2 separate regions of the Gossypium hirsutum genome follow, and region 1 is linked to region 2. The links are chromatin contacts, called in public Hi-C maps. All regions are on one chromosome and are shown on one strand. The core of a region is the stretch at or near the end of the contact, and the rest is flanking DNA. Distances in the headings are between cores, read along the strand shown.

Region 1 (5,767 bases), core at 409-2,908, 320 kb before region 2:
GCAGTGAAGAACCTGTTCTGGGGAAAGTCCATCCAACACACCTGCAGGAAGCTCCCTGAACCAGGCTTTGATAAGGCCTGCAAGGCAATGAACATCGATATTATCTGGCACAATGCCACGGTTCAACTGATCTCTTACAAGCTCCTCTTGGCTGTTCTCAGGATTTATCCTGAAAATCCCTTCTGCCTGAAAACAAGAACAAATTGAACAGCAATAACATCATATAACCAGGGTAATTGCATATAGATGTAATACTAAGTACTAAAGTTGGGACGAAAATGAAAATAATGAAAACCTGAAGCCCTCCTTGTGAATAAAGCCGCTCCTGCATCAGCAACAGTATAGTGGGGACGCTGTTCCCTTTTGGATCCAATGAGCATTGCATTGATTCCGCTGAGACCCCAAACACACTCGCACTGCAAGGAAAAAATATATCTGCAATTAAGGACTACGTGGGTAAAATATAGAGAAAAGTGATAAAAGAGGATATTCTGGTTGGTCCTTCTACAATACTCAGATTTGGGATTTAGTCCCGGTACTTTAATTTGTCATAATTTAATCCACTTTTTATAATCCCATTAGATAGTTCAAATTTGGTTAAAATTTTGAATTTTTTTTTAAAGCACCTCTTTTGTCTGAAATGTATTTTTTGTGTTAAAAAAGAAAAATTCATGTTAGTATATTAACAGAAATAATTAACGGCCCTAATTATGCTAAGGGATCAAAACGATAATTTAACCTAAATTTGATTTCAGATAATTATCAAACAAAATTTCTTTGAAAATCCAAAATTTTTTCACAATAAATATTGGTAGATATTTTTTTAAAAATGACTACAACATTAAATCAAAAGATATCAATACATAAAATAGAGATTATTATTTTATAAAAATTATATATAAATATATAACAGTTAAATATAATTAAGGCAAAAGGTCTAACTAGAAATTATAGTTTAATTAAAAATTTGCATATCTTTCTGGTGATTCCTTTTTTAAGTTTCTAGTTACTAAAAAGGAGAAAGAAAATTTTCATAAAAAATAATATGGTAAATTGCATTTCTAGTCCTCCAAAAAATTGACAATTCAATTTAAAATTTTGAGCATAAAATATTCACTCTAGCGCTTCATATTTGTATTTTAAAAAAATAAACACTTGAAATATATTTAAAAAAGAAGAAGAAACAACAAGGAGAAATTACCTAGCAGATGGAACCCGACCCGGTACCTCAACTTGGAATTCAAGGGGAAGACCCAAGAACCCATTGAAGCGATCAAAGGTAACATGGCTTACGTGTCGTACGTTGGTTGGCCACCCGATTTCCATGTTATTAACGGCGGAATGCATCGCTTCATCTTCTCCATCAACACGACAGGACACCATGGATTTCCTTAAAACGGCTAAAAGCAACGCCGCAACGGAAATCTGGTTCTGCTGCTGCTCTTCCTCGGAGTTCTTAGCTCGTCGCTTCTTACCACTGCCACCACCACCGCAGCCACCTCCTTTGGTCACCATTACTGGAGCAGTCATTATCTCAATCGGCTTTGGATTTCTCTCTCCCTCTTAAGAATCACGAGGTTTTAAATTTCGTAACGAGTTATTTGTTGTGTTGCATTTAAGTACAAGAGAGTTTGCGAGTGAAAAAGGTTTTATTTATTTATTTATTTATTTATTACTAACGGCCACTTGTTTTTCAAATTTTATCTTTTTTACTTTATCTACAGTAAACATTAGCATTTGGCCTTGTGGTTGTCCTAATATTTCGAGAATGCCACGTACCCAAAACGCACAATTATACGGACTTTTCTGGTTAAATTTCGCTTTTAGTCCCTCTATTATATGTAGGCTGTAGATTTAGTCTCTGCACTTTAATTTAGTCATTTTTAATAATATACTTTTGACTTTTAAAATTTCAGTCTTGACTAAATGGTAATTGTTAAATTCATTAAGTTCTTCTATTTTCTAAGTTTGGTATTGCTAATATATTATTATTATGTCAACTTGTTATTTTCACATTTTATTAATGGACTTAACAATTGTAGTCTGCGTCAATCTAAAATTTTGAAAGTTGAAAAGCATAGAAAATAAAATCGGTCCAATTGGAGAACATGAATTAAATCTATAACTTTATGTATAATACAAGACTATTTATAAAATTTACCTGTTATCGTTTGGATTGATATTATAATTTCAAAATCTAAAAAGTATAGGGACTAAATTTGACCAAATTTATATATATATATATTAAAATTGACAAAATTAAAATGCAAAAACTAAATCGAGAGTATAGGATTAATAATAGAATTTGACCTAATCTTTTTTATCCCTTAGTTTGATTCGAAAAGTTTAATTACTTTTGGTTATATTATTAAATATATCATTATTTATGAAAATTGAATTAATTCAAAATTACATATAAAAAATTACTCAAAATAAAAATTCACATATAAATTCATGTTAAATTAAAATTGATTTAGTTTCATGAAAAAAATGTAATATAATAGACAAATACAGTTGAAATGTTAAAAAATATATTAAAATTTTGAAAATTTTAATTCAATAATATTTTTTATTTATTTGTCTTTACTTATTTAAAACATAATATAAATCATTAATAATAATCATAAAATTGATATAAGTATAATCTAAAAGGTAAACAACACTTAAATAATAAACTATTAGTAATTTTACGTTTTGGTGATTCAATTTTTAAAAGTTATAAAATGATCATTGAATCATTCAAAAATTCTCATTTAAGCCACAAAATTATATGAAAATTTTTATTTAAGTCACAGATTGTTAAGTATTATTTTAAAGTTCGGCTAGCGAGCTCCTAGTAATAATTAGTACGGTCGATCAATACCCATTGACAAGTAGAAGAATATATCTTAGATCCAAGTCGATATGACGATCAATGCTGAAGATCAGAGAAGAAGTTTGTTTGGATTTTGGTTCATAGATTCATGACATTCAAAGTTGTTTTATGAAAAAAAAAACTAAACTGTAGAAAAGAAAGGGAATGGAAGCTTTCAATTGGTGCAAGTGGTATGAACAGAGAAGGCCATATAATAATGCTTTTAATAGTTTAGTAACTTAAATGAAAACTTTTAAAAAGTTCAATGACCATTTAAATTACTAATTTTTAAAAATTATTATTCCATTTAAAAGAAATTATATACACTCAACAGAGTTTTTTTCACCATTGATAATTAGTAAGTGTATGATTTGGTGTTTATCGTGGACAAAGCTAGGAATTTGTTATTGAAGTTAAAATAAAATTTTATTAGTTTGGGGAGCCAAAGGTAAACTTTTTTTTAAGACTTAAATTTAATATTTTATAAGTAAAAGGACTAAAAATGGCATTATACCAATAATCTAAGGCTCAAGGCCATTCCCTGGTGTTTATTATTTATAATTGATTTACTAATCAATTATAATTAAAATCAGGATAGATGTCAAATTTATATATGAGATTTGGTACGACGTGTATTTGATACATGAATTTTGATTTGAATTGATTTTTATATGTATACATAAAATTTTAATTTTAATTCAATTGTACACGTTTTAAAAAATAAATACATACATTTATTTTCACATTGGAATAATATAATTCTTTAATTATGTAATATATCAATGTAAAATGGTGCTAATTCGATAATATTGTAAATGATTTGTGAAAATTGAATCAAAATTTAAAGTATAAAATTGCACAAAATTAAAGTTCACGTGTGATATTACACATTGGATCAAAGTTTATGTATATGGCATAAAATCACTTATAAAATTTTAAAAAAAAAAGAGTGCTAATATCTTTTTATTTGAAACCACTAATAATAGGATGGTATTTTTAAAATACAAATATTAATCTATACCCAAATTAAAATACAGGATGTTTGTGTTTTTTCTAAATTAAGTTTTTGTCTTTAAATTTTTAATAAAATATTAATGTTGGGGAAAAATCAAGAGTTGATTTATTTTTATTTTTAAGGAATGAGAATTAAAAAGGTAAAAACTACTAATTTAGATTAATTAATTAAAAAAACCCCTAATGACAATACTCATTTCCCAAAGAAATCCTGAAAAACCAACATTTGGCTCTTCAATGTTGTCTACTTTTGATTGGAAAATTAATATATAAGTAATTAAATAAAGGCAAATAGAGCCGTTGACGAAAAATGAGTGGGGCTTGGGATAAAAAGGCAAAGGACAATCTTTGATTTGATACTTTATATTTCCAATAAGGTTTACTTCCTTTCTTTTATGTCTTTCATTCCCTCCCGTGATTGAAGGAATGACCTCATATTATGGTTTTATTCATAAATTGGTCCCTAAATTCGGATTACTCTTTAGTGGCACCTCAATTATTAATTTTATCCTAGTTTACCAAAAACAAAAACAATAGCAGCCTGTAAGGACATGACACCTGGTGTGCTTTTATGGGAAAACATATTCGTTTTGGATGAAATTGGACAAATTTGATAATTTAAGTAGACAAAAAATCTTTAAGGACCAAGGTAAAATTGAAGTGTAGTTTAGGGGCTAATTTACTAATATAACTTATATTATATTTCTTTATGCATTTAAAATGAACAGTATGCTCTACAAAAATATAAAATGATAAAGTTACACGGATTAAAATTTGCTAAATTTGGTCAAAATTTTCAGTTAGTCCTTGTGCATTTTTTTAAGTTGTGCATTTAATTCTTGTACTTTAATTTAATCAACTTTAGCCCCTAGATTTTAATTTCGAATTTCAAAATTTTAATCTTAATGCTTACGATAGCCATTAAATCCATTATCTGACTTTTTTGTGATTACATGTGTAATAATATATTTGCCACATTAGATTTTGGAAATACCATAATCTAATGAATTTAACAACTACTATTTAATAAGGACTGAATCGAAAAGTATATGGATTGAAAATGATCACTAATAACAAATTTAACCGCTAAATTTATTTCAGTCACGTAAGATTAAGTAATAAATTTGTACTGTACCCCTTTATTAATTTTGTTTTAACCCTAATGAATTTTATCTTAACTTTTTAAACAAAAGGGCCCATCCAACCACTGTCATGATTTCCCTTTAAAAAGCAATAAGCAATATTTAATTAAGGGTAATCCAGTTGGCACTAGAAATGGAAATCATGATTAAGGAAGCAACCAATGTGGAAAACAAAGTTAAATATAATGTATACTTTTATATTTCATCTCTCTATTTTATCAATTTCAATATATATATATAGCTTCTTAAAATTTGATTCTCTTAATTTACATAAATGGAGAAACTAATTTATTCAAAAACTTTTAAATTTTACTATTAAATTGCTAACTTAAAAATCATTACTTCAACATGAATGAGGAATTGGTATTGCTGGTTAAAGTGGTTGTTGGAACGATAGAAATGTGCAAGTGTATACAGTCGTGACAAGACAGGAACTGTTAAACACTCTTTAAAGTTGAAAGTGTGGTGCAAATAAATAAAAGCGAATTAGCTATCAAATGTAATATGCTGAAAATTATAAAATTAAAATGAACACAAAAAATGCAAGTCTTGAAGAGTTTATCACAATTAGCATGCTTCTGTTAGAACAATCGTCCTTCTAACTGTTTAAAGATGTTATGCAAATTCCATAACTAAATTGATCATTTATTAACCCTAATCAAAATTAGTAAAATATTTAGCTTAATTAATTATTAAACCTATGTTTAATAGACTTAGAATTCATAAGCTAAACATATTACAAGGTTATGTAAGGTAA
Region 2 (6,106 bases), core at 1,285-3,784:
GAGGAATCCTAAATTTTAAGAATATATAAATTTATTAAAAAATAATATTAGCATTAAAAAAAATCACAAGTTAATTAATCATTGAAAATGTAAAAACTCTCTCCGAATAAATAATTCATATTTTGATTTTGTTTTGTAGGTTTAGGAAAATTTTGGGTAAGCGGCGGAGGACCAATTTCTTCTAGACAAGTTAATTAATCATTGGAAAAGGAATGTCTGCATTAAGTTTTGCTTTTAGACAAGGGGGTCTTGGCTCCAATTTCTTTTAGAAAATTTCAATACCTCTTTGATAATTTTTTATTAGGTCTTAATTTTTTAAAGTTCTTATTAAATCCTTTAATATTTTTAAAATTTTAATTAAACCCTAAAATTTATTTTCAATACCCCACCATTACTTTTAGAGTAGTAGAAGGAGAAAAGTTAATGCAATGGGGTTAGCCGGTTGTGAAGAACCAAAAAAAAAAAAAAAACAACAACAACAAAGGGGTCAAAATATGATAGGAGGGTGAGAAAGCCTAAGGTTGCCCGTGGATATTAAAGCATTTATTTTATTTTCATCATAAATAAGTAAGTAATAATTAAAAACTAAACAAAAATTGTGTTTCCATCTAGGGTGTAATCAAGCCAAGACGAGCTTGAATATTGTCAAGCTCGAGTTTGAGCTCGATACTCAACTCGACCTTAATCAAATTTTTATTTTTAAGCTCAAATTCAGTTCAGGATATAATCAACCTACTTGAGCTCGATTAAACTTGTTTACTAATTTTTGTATTCGAGCTTAAACTCAAGCTTGAGCTTGGTTCAATAATTAAGCTTAAGATTAATAATACATATTAAGGGCAATAATGTAATTTAATAATATACAAATATGAAAAGCTCGATAAAGCTCACGAACCATTCGAAACAAGTATTACTAAGCTCGAATTCGACTCGATTGATAGCTCAAGCTCGACACAATAATTATCGAATTGAGTTTAAATTTTTTCGAGTCGAACTCAAGTAACTTGCGAGCACCAATATCTAATTTACACCTCTAGTCCCATCTCATGGGCAATGAAAGGAGTGATAGGTAATAGAGAAATTGATTAAAAATTATGTGGACAAATAAAAACATTGGACCACACCCTCATAGTCATCACTATATTCTCCTTGTGGTTCGGATGAACGTTCTTTCATTTTTTATAAATTCTGAAAAATATATTGATACAATGCTTACTTTTACTCATAAATTTTTTTCAACCCTTAAATTGGAAGAAAAAAAATACTTAACTGTGCTTGAATTCACGTCCACCTCGTTGTTACAATAACAACCGTACCAACAAAGCTAAAGTTATATTTTTAGATTTTATATATTCTGATCACTTTCTATAACTTTTAAAATATATATTAGTTTTTAAATATATTTTTATGGATTTTTATATATTTTTTATTTTTATAATTTGTTAAAAATAATATATTTGATATTTTTTTTAATTGTCATATATTTTGGGATTTTTTATATTTTCCTTTTATATATTTTTTTATTTTTAATACAATTCCTGTTTCTATGCATAATCCTTCCAACCCTTAAATTGTAAGAAAAATGTGTTTAAATACACTAAAAATCGTGTCCTTTGTATTGTTGCAATAACAAATGTCCCAACAAAGCTAAAGTTATATTTTTGGATTTTTATATATTTCTTTGCTTTTTTATATTTTAAAATTTTATATTAGACTTAAAATATATTTTTATGGATTTTTATATTTTAAATTTTTTGTTAAAAATTACATATAATTGATTTTTTTTAAATTGTTATATATTTTTAGGTTATTTTATATTTTATGGATTTTTGTATATTTCTTTTACATAAATTTTTATATTTTTTTAATGCAATTCTTACTTCTACTCATAACCTTTCTCAACCCTTAATTTGGAGGGAAAATGCACTTAACTGTGCACAAACTCATGTATTCTTTGTTGCTACAATTATAACGATACCAACAAAGTTAAAGCTATATTTTTGAATTTTTATATTTTTATATTCTATAATTTTTACGTATGTTTTTACATTACATATCTTATTTTTCTATTTTTAAATTTATATATTTTGTAAAAAAGAACATGTTTTCATTGGCCAAATTAATTTTCCGAAAGTAACACTTTTTTTTTAAGGTTTGTTAAATAACTGGACTAAAATTTTATGGGAATGATACTTTAGGGACAAAATGGTAAAAAAAAATATAGAGGACTAAATCATTAATTAAGCTTAAAAAATTAAAAATTATTTAAGAAAAATTAAATGTGGCGGCTGGTAGTTTTGATAGCGAAATACTAGGGATTACTTTTATGTGCACCTGCTTTAGTAATTTGGAAAGCAGAATATTATCTTTTTAATCAATATTATTTTACTCTAATATCAAACATTTTACTAGTTCATTATTTTATTCCTTGATTCTAAGTTTATTTTATTGTTCTTTGTGAAATAATTGAGGTGGATCGATGGAGGATTTTTTTTTACTAGGGTAGGATACCTATTTTGGCTTTTTTCACATCGTTAATGCATTGACCCCTTTGAGCTAGAGTGGATATAGAGAAGAAAAGGCAACCATACATGGAAAAAGGAGAGAGAAAGAGGCATATATGAGAAACTATGATCACGGCTACATACAAGGGTCAGCATCCCACCTCTATATCTGATCTGCTATTAGAAACTTCGTTAACAAAAGTCCATCTTTGTTTTAATCCTTCGTGGATTGAATCTTGATGGAATTGTAATTGCAGAATCAGCATAAACTTTTTTATCAGTATCTTAGAAGCAAGTGGGCAAGAGAAGCATAAAAGAAAGGAAGATCAAAAGAAGAAAAAAAAAACTTTGGGTTACATGGTTAGAGAGCTCTGTGAAGATAAACCAAGGAATATTGTCTCATCAACTGGGTTTTGTTACTCAGATGTTTCATCTGGTAGCTCCCATCCGGTGAGTCAGATCCAAGGCTTTGAATCCAACCCAGACCCAGATATCTTCAACTTGGCAACAGGCATGGAGATGATAGGGTTTTCAAAGAATCTACCGCAACAAGGTGACAGTTACACGGCGGTGTGGAAAGGGTCCTTGAACAAACATGGAAGCAACCCTGATCCTTCATCCAATACAATCAATGAGTCAAAAAGCGATTTCTATCAACATGAATTCAACAAACCTGAGTTCACAGCTGGGATATCTGAAACTGAGACTAGTACTGGGAATCTAATAGTGGGAGCGGAGACAGGTCCTTGGCAAGAGAACAGGTTGCTTGTTGATGATTCTTCTTATAGATGTGTTTTTCCTTGTGAAGGAAACGAGAGGCCAAGTCAGAGTCTTTCACTCTCTCTTTCATCAAATAATCCTTCGACTATCGGCCTACAGTCTTTCGAACTCAGACAAACCACCAGTCACAGCAATCATGATCAGCAACATGATATGAGGTTTATTGGTTCAAATTCTAGAGATGGTTTCTTCGAAAAGGCTGCAAATATCCAACAGCAACAACAACAAGCCATCCAAAGCGAATTTCTGGAAGAAGCTGCGAATTTACATCATCAGGGGCAGTTCCAAGTGGGGAGTTCAAAGTTCTTGGTCCCAACTCAGGAACTTTTGAATGAGTTTTGCAGCCTCGGCACAACGCAAGTTGATGCATCAAAGGAAAAACAGATCCATAAGACCAAACAGTGTGATGATGACAATGGAGCCAGTTCTTCATGGAAGCAACCCCTTTATTCCCTTAACTTCATGGAGTTGCAGAAAAGAAAAACCAAGCTGCTTTCAATGCTGGAAGAGGTGTTACATGTGTATTTCACTTTCAACTTTTTATCCTCAAAGATCATTACTTTTTTTCCAAAACTTTTTTTTTTAAATAAAAAAGTCATGAAATTTTATTTTACTGGGTGTTGATTGAAATGGGGATCTCCATATTTGGTTTCTTGAACTAATTTATTGACTTGGGTCCTTCCCATAAATGCCGACACCGTGACAATTCTTGCTTTTCATTTACTTTCAGGAACCTCAAATCCTTTTTCTTTTACCATGCCTTTGTTTTGTATGTATCCCCATGCTTATTTTTCACTCCTGTATCCCTTCCTCTCTTCTCATGTATCTTTAGGTGGATAGAAGATACAGACACTATAGTCATCAAATGAAAGCAGTGGTGTCTTCCTTCGAAGCAGTGGCTGGCAGCGGGGCTGCGTCAGTATATTCAGATTTAGCCTCCAAGGCCATGTCAAGACATTTTAGATGCTTAAGGGATAGGATTGTTGGTGGGATTCAAGCTACAAGGAAGGCCATCGGAGAAAAAGACCCGGTTGCACCTGGCACAAGGAGAGGCGAAACACCAAGGCTGAAGATCATAGATAAAGCTTTGAGGAAACAAAGGTGTTTTCAACAGATGAACATGATGGAGAATCAGCCATGGAGACCCAAAAGAGGCCTACCTGAGAGATCTGTTTCTGTTCTTCGAGCTTGGTTGTTTGAGCATTTTCTTCACCCGTAAATATCTCTATTTCTCTCCTTCATACTACAAGACTCAATCATTTTATTTTTGTCATCTTATTTCCATCAATAGCTTCCTTTTCCTATATATTTGATTGGGTCAACTTCTCTCTCTTATTTTAATTAACGTAGATTTGATTCCGTTAAGATATATTTATGTATAGGGCCCATCTTTCCCTTACCATCCATGGCTGGTGCCAAGTTTCAATACTAACTACGAATTTCCATTAATTGAAGGTATCCCAGTGATGTTGATAAACATATCTTAGCCCGCCAAACTGGTCTCTCAAGAAGCCAGGCATGTTATTTTATTTTCTTAAACTCCCCATGAATTAATCTATGTTATCAATGGAGCATGTCTTGTTGGGATCTTAAATATTTATTATTATCATATGCAATTATTTTATTTGTATCATATCAAGATATCATAATACTATAGTTGATCATTCATAATATTATAGTTTCAATTCATGTTTTCAATAGGTATCCAATTGGTTCATTAATGCGAGGGTAAGGCTATGGAAACCAATGGTGGAAGAAATTTACATGGAAGAAACGGAGGAGCACGAAAACAATATGGCCTCCTCAGATGCAGTTACTACTATCGATGGTGATGATAATATTGGCCGGCCTAATCCAAATATTCTTCTCACCGATCAGAAACCCACACCGGACCAGCTCGTTCGAATTGATTCAGAATGTCTATCTTCAATTGTCAGTAATGACCCAGAAAAAAATGATGCAAAAAGTGCCAAAACCCTTCAAAACCAGCACTTGCATCAACATCATTATCAGAAACAAAGTTTTGAAACCTCTGGTATAATGGAGTTGGACTTCTCTTCCTACAGTCATCATCACACATCGGGTGGAGCATCTTATAATGGAAGTGATTACAATGCTAACCAAAGTTGTTTCAATGGCGGAGGAAGTGTATCATTGACGTTAGGGTTGCAACAACATGGTGGGACTGGGGTGAGCTTAGCCTTCTCGCCTGCAGCACAAAGTTCAATTTTTTACCCTAGGGACCACATTGAAGATTGTCAACCAGTACAGTACTCACTTCTTGATGGTGAAGCACAGCATTTGCCTTACAGGAGCTTGATTGGTGCACAGTTGCTTCATGATTTCACTGGATAGCTAGGTATTAGAGAAAAAAGAAAGAATGGAAATGGTAGATAAGTAGTTTAGGCAACAATGGTAAATACTGAATACATATATATAGCTACATTAATTTAATGGCTGGTAGCTAGCTCTTTTGAATTGGAAGAGCATGTCTATTTACTACAAGGCTAACTTGGAATTATTACCAGCTATTGATGCTAGGTTATACAGATATTTGTTTCCTCTTTGGGTTGAATCTGTTTTGCTAAATCTTTAACCTATTACATCACTTTGTTAGTCTCTTTCTCTATCTGCCTAAGTGTTTCAATTCAACTTTTCAACATTTTCTTTTGGGGCCCAACTAGATATTTTTTATTTTCGTTTTTTCGCCTTTTATATAAAGAAAAATTAATTTAGCTACACAATTTGGTTTGAGGGACCTTAGCTTTTTAGATCAAGACAACTCCCCCCACATAAGAATTACAGGATATTTGTGGTGGTTT

The links. A called contact is a pair of places that touch in the nucleus more often than the background predicts.
Region 1: a Hi-C map of leaf shows a contact between it and region 2, with 2.2 times the contacts expected there. The contact joins the promoter of LOC121220109 here to the promoter of LOC121220098 in region 2. A contact is called at or near these places in 3 of 34 Hi-C or Micro-C datasets (hypocotyl and leaf).

What each region holds. Positions count from the first base shown.
Region 1 is chrD08:45,545,075-45,550,841 of Gossypium_hirsutum_v2.1, reverse strand. LOC121220109 (rho GTPase-activating protein 2) reads right to left here and starts at 1,658. Exons shown (of 4, transcript XM_041099298.1): 1 at 1,202-1,658; 2 at 296-416; 3 at 1-186. The coding sequence starts at 1,530.
Region 2 is chrD08:45,225,996-45,232,101 of Gossypium_hirsutum_v2.1, reverse strand. LOC121220098 (homeobox protein BEL1 homolog) reads left to right here and starts at 2,534. Exons shown (of 4, transcript XM_041099290.1): 1 at 2,534-3,794; 2 at 4,117-4,499; 3 at 4,749-4,800; 4 at 4,986-5,859. The coding sequence starts at 2,862. The coding sequence ends at 5,639.